2 separate regions of the Mus musculus genome follow, and region 1 is linked to region 2. Evidence: chromatin contacts called from public Hi-C data. All regions are on one chromosome and are shown on one strand. Each heading gives the region's core, a stretch centred on a gene start, on an enhancer-like site or on the middle of the called end of the contact. The rest is flanking DNA. Distances are from core to core; before and after follow the strand shown.

The links. Hi-C and Micro-C count contacts between places; a contact is called where the count stands out from the background.
Region 1: a Hi-C map of the N1E-115 cell line shows a contact between it and region 2, with 4 times the contacts expected there. The contact joins two enhancer-like sites. A contact is called at or near these places in 1 of 15 datasets of contacts at CTCF or cohesin (stem cell-derived epiblast-like cells) and 10 of 484 Hi-C or Micro-C datasets (8-cell embryo, B cells, the CH12 cell line and 7 more).

The regions. Positions count from the first base shown.
Region 1 is chr10:60,982,314-60,987,133 of GRCm38.p6, reverse strand. No RefSeq gene overlaps it. Among named protein-coding and RNA genes, the nearest start is that of Mir466j, 24 kb to the right of the region's middle. Within about 2 kb of position 1,838, at least 16 of the 459 cell types and tissues checked have an H3K27ac peak or open chromatin away from gene starts, as enhancers often do. A contact at or near this core is called in the N1E-115 cell line, where this site is marked.
Region 2 is chr10:60,891,578-60,896,500 of GRCm38.p6, reverse strand. No RefSeq gene overlaps it. Among named protein-coding and RNA genes, the nearest start is that of Gm36750, 5.4 kb to the right of the region's middle. Within about 2 kb of position 3,225, at least 18 of the 459 cell types and tissues checked have an H3K27ac peak or open chromatin away from gene starts, as enhancers often do. A contact at or near this core is called in the N1E-115 cell line, where this site is marked.

The DNA of each region.
Region 1 (4,820 bases), core at 589-3,088, 92 kb before region 2:
GGATGTGGTTTTTGTGCACAAAAGACAAAGATCTGTAAAGCTCGGGCCTGTGTGATTTGACTAAGTTCCCTGTGCGACTGCAGGCTGGCAATATTGATTTTCTTCTTGGCTTTAAGACTGTCCACGTGGTGGCCTCTGGCGGGATTACCTTGAAACAGAAGAAGGATGTTTTTGCTTGCTTGCTCTCATCCTTGCTGACAAGTTCATCTATCCCATTGCTGAGGCATTCCTTCACTGGTATTATAACCCACGTCTTCAGGATTCCAACGGATACATCCAGCCTTGCGGACTGAACAGCACCAGATCTTGGTCTTTGGGTTGGGTGACAGCTATTGTTGAACTAGCCATTCCTCAGCCTCTAAGCCAGTTGATAAATGCCCTTTTCGTATGTGTGTGTGACCAATAGACAGACAGCTATGTAGATAGATATTCATGTTATCAGTTCTGTTTCTCTATAGAACCTTAGCTAATGTACTTACTGAATATACTGTTCATACCTGAGCTCCCAGGCGGGTGACATCCCTGAGTTCCAGTTCTTTACACAGAGCCTCAAGAGCTTTAATAACTTGTTCAGGGCTACTCTGAACAAGGTTTGGTACCCAAGTCTGCCTACCTCCAAGACAGAGGCTTCTGGAAAGATCTGGCAGATTAGGTCCAGGCCGGGGCTGGGCTGAGTGTTGAGGCCAGAGTTTCCTAGATAGTTCTGAACCAGGACAGAGAAAAGGTACAGAGCTGAAGCCTCAGCCTGTTACTCACTGAAGAGCCCCTTTACCTAGGAGATTGTTCGCATTGCCTGGCCAACTCACAGCTGGGGGGGGGGGGTGGCTCCCTTGCCAGGCCTCATTGCATGTCCATCCGTGAATACCAGCAACCTAGTGGGATGGGCAGGCCATAGCTCTGGTTAGGGCTTGTCTCGTCTATTGTAGAATGAATATCCACAGCGTGTCTGTTGACACTTTTGACTCCCACCCCCAGCTTCAAGAGCAAAAGGCTGGAATAGGTTTGTGTAGACTTATTTTGTTGTCTGAACATCCCCATCCCATTCATGATACATGGGCACCATGTGAGTCACTGAGGATTCCAAAAGAACTAAATGAGAAATGACAGAATTCCTCCCGAGTCCATAGAATGTGGCCTGCCAGTATCTGTGAAGGGAGTGTCATCTAGATTTGGGTTAAGAGGCTCTTTGGAGTGGGGGCTATATATGCTGTGCTCCAAAGATGATTGTTATACAGGTAGAAGCGAGACAGAGAGCTGACACTCATGTACTCCGTAGCTGCGGGGCTTTGGGCTAGCCTCTGCTCTTTTCTGAACTACCATGCTAAGAACCAGATGCAGGATGTGGCTGAAGTCAGGTGCCAACCAACTCCCTGTGCATCTCCATTGTCTACTCTGGACCAGAGGACCAGCAGGACACGACAGGTTAAGTAAGGTGTGTGCATGAGACACATACACCTCTCTTCTTCACCGTCACTCCTGTTCTCTGAAAAAAGCCCACAAAGTCTGGTGACCCTGCCCATATTGGTTCCAGCCTTCCCCTGGTTCCCACAAATCCCTCTACACCTAGCCAACTACCTTGTCTGTTCAGATGCTTGCATACGTGACAGATACCACGTGTGTGACTTCAGAGTCCCTGTTCTGCATCCCAGCCCAGTCTCTTCAAGCTTTACATCCGGGCAGCTGCAGGACCTCATTTCTTCCTGCAGGAGACGCTCAATGGTCACCAGGCAGAGCAAACTCCCCTATTGTTCTCTTGAAAATTGAGTCATCCCAAGGGCCCAGAAACCTTTCTGGAGCTGTCTGCTCCAAGGCCTTTGCCAGACGGCAGCTGGAAGCCGGTTAATATTCATTGAATCTCTCTGGGCGGCTGGGAACGCCTTTTAATTGCCTCGTCTCTGTCTAGCCCTTTATGGAGAAGGAGAATAAGAGGAAAGAACAATCAGTTATCTCGTTACAGATCAGGGCCCAGGAGGGGGCTCTGCTCCTCCATCCCATGGAGAGCAGGACCTCATGGGCTGGGGGAGGGACTGGCCTAAGATGTGAACTCCCTTCACCTTCCTGCCATGGCCCTTTCCAAACATACTGGAGAAGTTTTTCAGAGACATTCGAACTCAAATGGTCAGGATCTTGAGACTGACTGAGTTGGGGATACCTGGGGGACAAAAGAGAGATCAGAAGACACTGACTGTAGCTTCCAAGTCTCTTGCCTCTCATTGCTCCAGGGAGAACAAAGAACTAAGAGCTGGAGTTGAGAGATCATCTTATTGTCCATCCACCCATCTATCCACCCATCCATCAATCTATCCATCCATGCATCCATTCATCCACCCATGCATGCATCCATCCATGCATCCATCAATTCATCCTTGCTTCCATCCATGCATCCATGCATCTATCCATCCATGCATCCATTCATCCACCCATGCATGCATCCATCCATTCATCCTTGCTTCCATCCATGCATCCATGCATCTATCCATCCATGCATCCGTGAACCATTCATCCATCCATGCATCCATCTAATTTCCTACCTATCTGACCATCCATCCAATCACCTATTCTCCATTTCTACCTATTAGACACTCACTCCCTGTATTAGTTAGTTCTACCTGATAGGAACAAGGAAAGAAAAATTTATCTTGGTTAACAGTTTTGGAAATTTTGTTCCATGACGGGGGGGAAACTGTATGGTAGAGCCAAGCAGTCCACCTCCCATGGCTCGGAAGCAGAAGGAAAAGATGACTATACTCAGCTTTTATTCAGGTCAGGATGCCAGGCTTTGAGACGGTACAAGCCACGTTCATGGTACGTCTCCTCCCTCAGTTAATTCTCTCTGGAAACCCCCTCACGGACACACTCAGAGGTGTTCCTCACCAGCCTCCCAGGAGCTTCCAAATCCAGTGGATGAGGAACCTTCATATGCCCCAACCATTCATCCACCTTCTATCTGTCTGCCAGGCTAGGAGGGGAACGGCATGTACCCCAAGCCTATCATAGTTCTCAAGGCAAGTTTCTTTCTGTTATATCACTGAGTCTTTACAACTATTGATTCCTACTCTACAAGGGAGAAACTGAAGCACACAGAGAAGCAAGGGACTTGCTCAAAGACAGCGAGGTTAGGGGGGCTGGGAGATAGCTCAGTAGTTAAGAACACGTACTGTTCTTACAGAGGATCTGGGTTCAGGAAGCTCACAACTGCCTGCATCTCCAGCTACATCCGATGACCTCTCCTGGCCTCTGCAGCACCTGCGCTCATGTGCATACCCCCACCACATGCATACACATAATAAAAAGAAAAGGGCCCAGTGATCCCTGGGTGCAGTTGGGCACAAAGGTCCAGACTATGGGGCACAGGAGAGCTGGAATCTAATCCTGTGTGACAAGGGTCTGTGTCTTCTAGGAAAGAGGGCCTTTTAATTTACACAATAATCCCAGCCCAGAGGACACATTTTCCAATGCCCGAAATGCTGTGGGGTTTTGGTGACCCTGAGCTGACTTTCAGCTGCAGGGCATCTAGGCGAGCCACGGGCAGCAGCCTGGCCCTTGACCGTGGTCACGGGGAGCATCATGGGTATATGCTTTTCTCAGAAGTATAACAAAATATCTGGCAGAAGCAATTTGGGGGCAGGGGGTTCCAGCTCATGGTTTCAGAGGACAGAGTCTATCATGGAGGGAAAACATGGCTCTGGCAGAAGTAGGGCAGACTGTGACACAGCAGCAGAGTGTGAGACACCTGGGAACCCATATCTTCTTGGTCAGCATGTGGTACTGCCAGCTTTTCTCATGGGGCCATTCTGGTGCAATCTTACTGTGGTTTAATTTATGACACTGTTTGGGGGACTCACACACCCCTCTTTGTGTGTTCCTATGTATGCATGCTTTTGTGTCTGTGTGTGTGTCTGTCTGTCTGTGTCTCTCTGTCTCTGTGTCTCTCTGTTGGTGGGATTCGCCGCTGGAGGACCTAGATTTAATAAGGCTTACAAGTTAGGATTTTAGTTGTTGCGCCCAGAGATTGAGTTACCATTGTTCACAAACTAAGTTTGTGTTGCGTTTTCCTTCACGGAGAGGCTCCTCTGGAACCCAGAGAGAAAGGTACAGTGGCAAAGCGTGGGTTTGCCTGATGTGTGCCACAAAGGCCATGGGGGATTTGAAGCATGGGGCTGGCATGGCAGCCACCTGCCAGTGAGAACTTAGCGAGCTGGGTGGAGAGGTTTTGGAGCTTTGAGTCAGTCTCCACAAGATAAGAACTAGCTTGTGAGACCACCGGGGCAGAGAATACCAGGGACAAAGTGTGGAAACTGCCATTCTTTTCAAATATTTCCTGCAACATTTCTGTCTCTGCCTGCCTGCCTGCCTGCCTGCCTGCCTGCCTGCCTGCCTGCCTGTCTACCTGCCTGTCTGTCTGCCTGCCTGCCTGCCTGCCTGTCTGCCTGCCTGCTTGCCTGCCTGTCTGTCTGTCTGTCTGTCTGTGCATGCATGTGCAGGGCAAAGGTCAACCTCAGATGTCTCTCCTATGGTGTCCACTTTGGTTTTTGAGACAGAGACTCTCATTGGCCCCGGGGCTTACCAGCTAGGCTAAGCTGACTGGTCATCAAGGCCCAGGGAACTGCCTCTCCAATTCTGGCATTACAAGTGTGGAATACCACACTTTTAAACATGGGTTCTGGGAACGGAACTCAGGTCCTCATGCAGGCTGATCAAGAGCTTCTCTCTGCTTTCTCATCCGGGCAGTGAGCACCACCGAGACCCTGCATAGTCCGTGGAACAGTTCCCAGTTAAGGGATCAATGACCAGAGAGGAGAAACCCCCTTAGGGACCAT
Region 2 (4,923 bases), core at 1,976-4,475:
GTCACTTTCTCTAGTCCATTATTAATATCATTTGGCTTCCCATTGCTCTTTGGAATTGTTTATTTGATATGTGATTTTGGCAACTCTTTAAAATTTCCTAAATGAGTACTAGGTTGTAAAGAATTATCCATTCCATTTATGAGAAAGAGGAGAACAGCTAATAAACTATATTGTAAAATCCATTAAAAAAAAAAGAAACCTTGTCTCAAACAAAACAAAAACAAAAACAAAAGCCTCCAAACAAACATACATACAAACAAAGAACTGGAGTTGAGCTTAGGAGACAACCCAACAATGTGGCTGAGAACTCAGCAAACGGATGTCCCGACTTCAGCAATCTGAAGCTAGAAACAAGAGTCCAACAGAACAAAGAAATCCTTCTGTAAGAGAAGTCAGCACTTCTCAAAGCTTCTAGCTTCAACGCAGTTTCTTAAGCCAGTAATCAAACCCTGATATGCCTGGCGGTTTTTATTTCCATGCCAGCCATTGTAAACCGTTCCCTTTTGGATGCTGGGCCTGTGTGTATATAATCCCTGCACATTTTCTCCGGCTTGATCCTGTTGTGGGTCCTTTCACGATTCTTTCAAGTGCTGGTCCAGAGTATCTTAATTCAGCCCCCACCAAAGGTGACAGCCTTGTCGGGACGGCATACAGAGGCTTCCTGTCCTGGCAGAGGTTGACAGGAATGATCCCCAGCCCTGTAGAGCTCTGGTGTTTGCTGCTCACTCTTCTGATTGCATGTGGCTTTGATTTATAGTTATTAGACAAAGTCCCACAAGGCCTTTCCCAGGCTCCGGTGCTCTCCGTCACATACGGAGATGCCTGTGTCCCACATATGCGAGCCACCTCCTCTCTCTGCTCTGCCATCTGTGGCATCAACTCAGAGAGTGGGTCTCATGGAGCATCTTTAATATTGAAATGCAGGTCCAAAGCCGGGCTCTCTCAGGGTCTGACCCGGACCCTGACGATTTAGAAAGCTTGCTCATATTCGATGAGGAGTGAGATTTCATTACCCTGGAAACCTATAAAAATGCTTGTTTGCGATGGGGAGATGGTCAGGCAGTAACGTGCTTGCCCACAGGGTTTGAGTTCAAGCCTCTAGTGCTTGTGTACAAAGGCTGATATGGTGCATGCCAGTAGTGTGTGTGTGTGTGTGTGTGTGTGTGTGTGTGTGTGTGTAAGGGGGTATTTACTAGAGATGGGGGAAGAAGATCCCTGGGGCTCTCTAGCCATTGGTATGCTCCAGATTCTGTGAGAGATACTTTCTTAAAAGAAAGATGGCAGGGCTGGAAAGATGGCTCAGTGGTTAGGAGCTGCTCTTCCGGAGGACCCAGATTCAATTCCCAGCACCCACTGAGCTGCTCACAACTGCTTGTAACTTCAAGATTTGACACTGTCACACAGACATGCATGCCAGCAAAGCACTCATGTGCAGATAGACAGACAGACAGATAGACAGACAGGTGTTTAAAAAAACCAAGATGGAGAGAGGAGATGACACCAAGCCCTCCACCCTAGTGCACACATGCACACACACACACACACACACACACACACACACACACACAAACACACACACACACACACACGTTATTCACAGAGGGAACCCACTACTTGCTAGGCACATAAATGCACCAGGCCTTCTCTAATAGCTGTGAAGAGCATGAGGCTTGGGGGATGGCATCTGCCCCAAGAAAGGCTCCCAGGGCTCTATTCACTGTCACATTACTGTGCCCCCTTGATGATGGAATGGGACCCGGGTTGCCTTGACCTGGCTGACTCATGGCCCAGGAGATAGCGGGCAACAGTTGGTCTCAGTTCCTCATGGCTATCTCAGGGCCTTGTTGTTCTAGTCCCCCTTTTGCTTTTGTTGCTGCTGTCCTCTGGACTCCACTCTCACCCTAAAGGGGACCCTTTTCCCTGGCGGGTGGCATAGCTAGAGCTACCAGAAGTAGCAGAGTGTGGAGAGAAGTGGCTTCTCTGGGTCCCCTAGCCCCACCCAGAAGGCTAGACTCACACCGGAGTGAGCAGTCTCAAGAGAAACAGAATTGGTGGATCCATAGGCATGCTTTACCCTACGTGTTTTTAGTGTGTGTCTGCATTTGCACATGTATGTACAGATGTTTGTGTGTGTGTGAGTGTGCAGGCACTAGCCAGAGGTCAAGAGGAGCCCTCCTGAGACAAGGTCTCTCTCACTAGGATCCAGAGATCCCCAATTTTGGGCTAGGCTGGCTGGCTGGTGAGCCTCAGAAATCCTCCCATCTCCATCTTCACAGCTCTTGGATTACAAGGAGGACTGCCATTAAGAGGGGTTTTTGTTTGTTTTTTTTTTTTTACTATGTATTGGGGAACAAATCCAGGTCCCCATACTTGTGCGTACCTTGCCTGGGACCCAGCCTGCCTGCAGCCCCCTGCTAGTGCAAGCTCAGCAGGGAGGTGACTGTGAAGGGCCCAGCTCGGGCCTCTCAGCAAGTTACAGCAGAGCTGAGGGACCCACAGGCAGGGCTGCTGCTCTGGACAGGGGAAGGCTGCTCCTCCATCCTGGCTCACCCTCCCTTCCAGGGACTGTGATTGAGGCGTGTGGTTCCCTTGGAAACAGTGCTCCTTGTCTCCTGGGGTCAGAATCACTTAATCTGTAGTTATAGCAATTTCGATGCTAGTGGGGGGAGAGACCCCAGATACCCTGCACATCCCCACACCACCCGCCACGCTCCTCCTCCTCCTCCTCCTCCTCATCATCATCATCATCATCATTACCCCCTCATTCTCACACTCGGCTTCCCAGAGTGTGTGTATAGCGTGAGACAGCACACATGTACACACACACACACGCGCGCGCGCGTGTGTGTGTGTGTGTGTGTGTGTGTGTGTGTGTGCGTGAGAGAGAGGGAGAGAGAGAGAGAGAGAGAGAGAGAGAGCTTTCTCCCAAGCTCAGACAGCTGCTAATGACTCTGTTTTCTAGCCCCCAACTGAAAAGGGACAATCAAGTCCCCACCAATTACCTCTCTCGGTACGAGGTTTCCCTGAGAACCGGAGCCAGCACACCCTCACTTTTCAAAGGCTACGTTACAATCAGATTAGGAGTGGGAAGGAGGAAAGTGGCCAGGCAATCCATTTTCTTTGCTCTCCTCTGTTCAAGAGACTTCGATGTGTACAGGGTGTGCTGGAGCGTGACTCTGGACAGCATCGTCTTCTGTCAGCATCCCATGCCGTTCCTGAACTAGAAACCCTCCGAAGGGCTGCTGTCTGACTGAGCCCCACTGTGACTCCCTCTCACCCTGGGATCTAGTAGTTTGGTGCTGAATAAAAGAGTGCAAGGTCTCGAGAAGGCAAAGGTGAGCACCCACTCAGAGCAGAGATGACCCGATCCCCTCCCCCAGCTACACTCCAGTTCTGACTATGGAAACAGCTGGCACAGAGGAGGAAAAGGAGAGGCTGCTGAGTGTCGTGGGAGTTAGGAGGACCCAAGCACAGGGTGGGAGACGACACTGCCAACACCAGGAAGCAGATGTTGAAATAGATCCACAGTTTGAGGTTGAGCCAAGAAACTAAGGAAAAACACCTCCCCAAAACAGTAAATCACAGATAAAGGCCACAAAGGAGCTCGTGGCCACACTTGGAGCCCAGAATCCCGGGAAGCCTAACAGTAGCAGAGATTAGGAGGGGCAGAGAATGGGAGAGCCCTCAAGTCCTGCCCAGGGTCCTTGTCCATCAGAGAAGTCCAACATCCATCAGGAACCTGAGGAAGTATGGAATGATGAGGGTGGGGAATGGAGATGGGCGGGGAACGGAGGTGGAAATGGCTCTTTTCAAAACTGATGACACGGGCTGGTGAGATGGCTCGGTGGGTAAGAGCACCCGACTGCTCTTCCAAAGGTTGGAAGTTCAAATCCCAGCAACCACATGGTGGCTCATAACCATCCGTAACAAGATCTGACTCCCTCTTCTGGAGTGTCTGAGGACAGCTACAGTGTACTTACATATAATAAATAAATAAATTAATTAAAAAAAAAAAAAACTGATGACACAAACCTGTGTCCCTGTAGGGACATCAAGACTGTAGATTGGTTCAGCGGTGCCCTGCCCACAGGCTCACCAGCCTGACTGTGTAACACCTTCCAGGCGGTGGGTCTGAGTGCCTTTCACATCAGCCTCTAAGACAACATGAGGCTACTCCATCGTTTTGTGTAGGGCAGGGCAGGAATGCGTGTGGGGGTGGGGTGAGTGTACCCATGTGTGCATAGGTTTCCACATAAGGCCAGAGGACATCCTCGGTTGCCGTTCTTCAGACACTAGCCACCTCCTTTCTGAAATAGGGTCGTTCACTGTCCTGGAACTCATCACGTAGGTTAGGCTGGCTGGCCAGTGGGCCCCAGGGACACCTCTCTCCATCTCCCCTGGAGTGGGGTTAGAAACACGGACCACCGTGTCTGGCTCTTCCATGATGAGTTTGGAGGAATTGGACTCAGGTCCTCCTGCTTGCAAGGCAAGCACTTTACTGACTGAGTTATCCCCTCCCAGCCTCCACTTTGTTCTTCCTAATGGCTACATAGTTTCATCTCTTAGCTAGGCTGCCAGCCAGCCAGCAACAAAGCCTTCATCTGTCTCTATGCAATCTTGCAAGGAATATCCCAGGACATTTTTTTTTTTTGAGTTGCATGGTCAAATCCCTAAAGGCAAATGCATGCATTTCAACTTTTGATCTATGTTATTAAATATCCCCTCAAATATATTGTAGCAATTTCCACACTGAACAGCCACGTAGGCAAGCTCATTCCGTATCTTTGTCAGCATTGGCTTTCGTCACTTTAATTTTTGCTAATCGTGTGATCTACCGATTTAATCTCATTATTGCTTCGCATTAATCATGAGAGATGGGGCATATTTCCTATGCTCATTGGCCTCTTGCATTTCCTGTCTCTA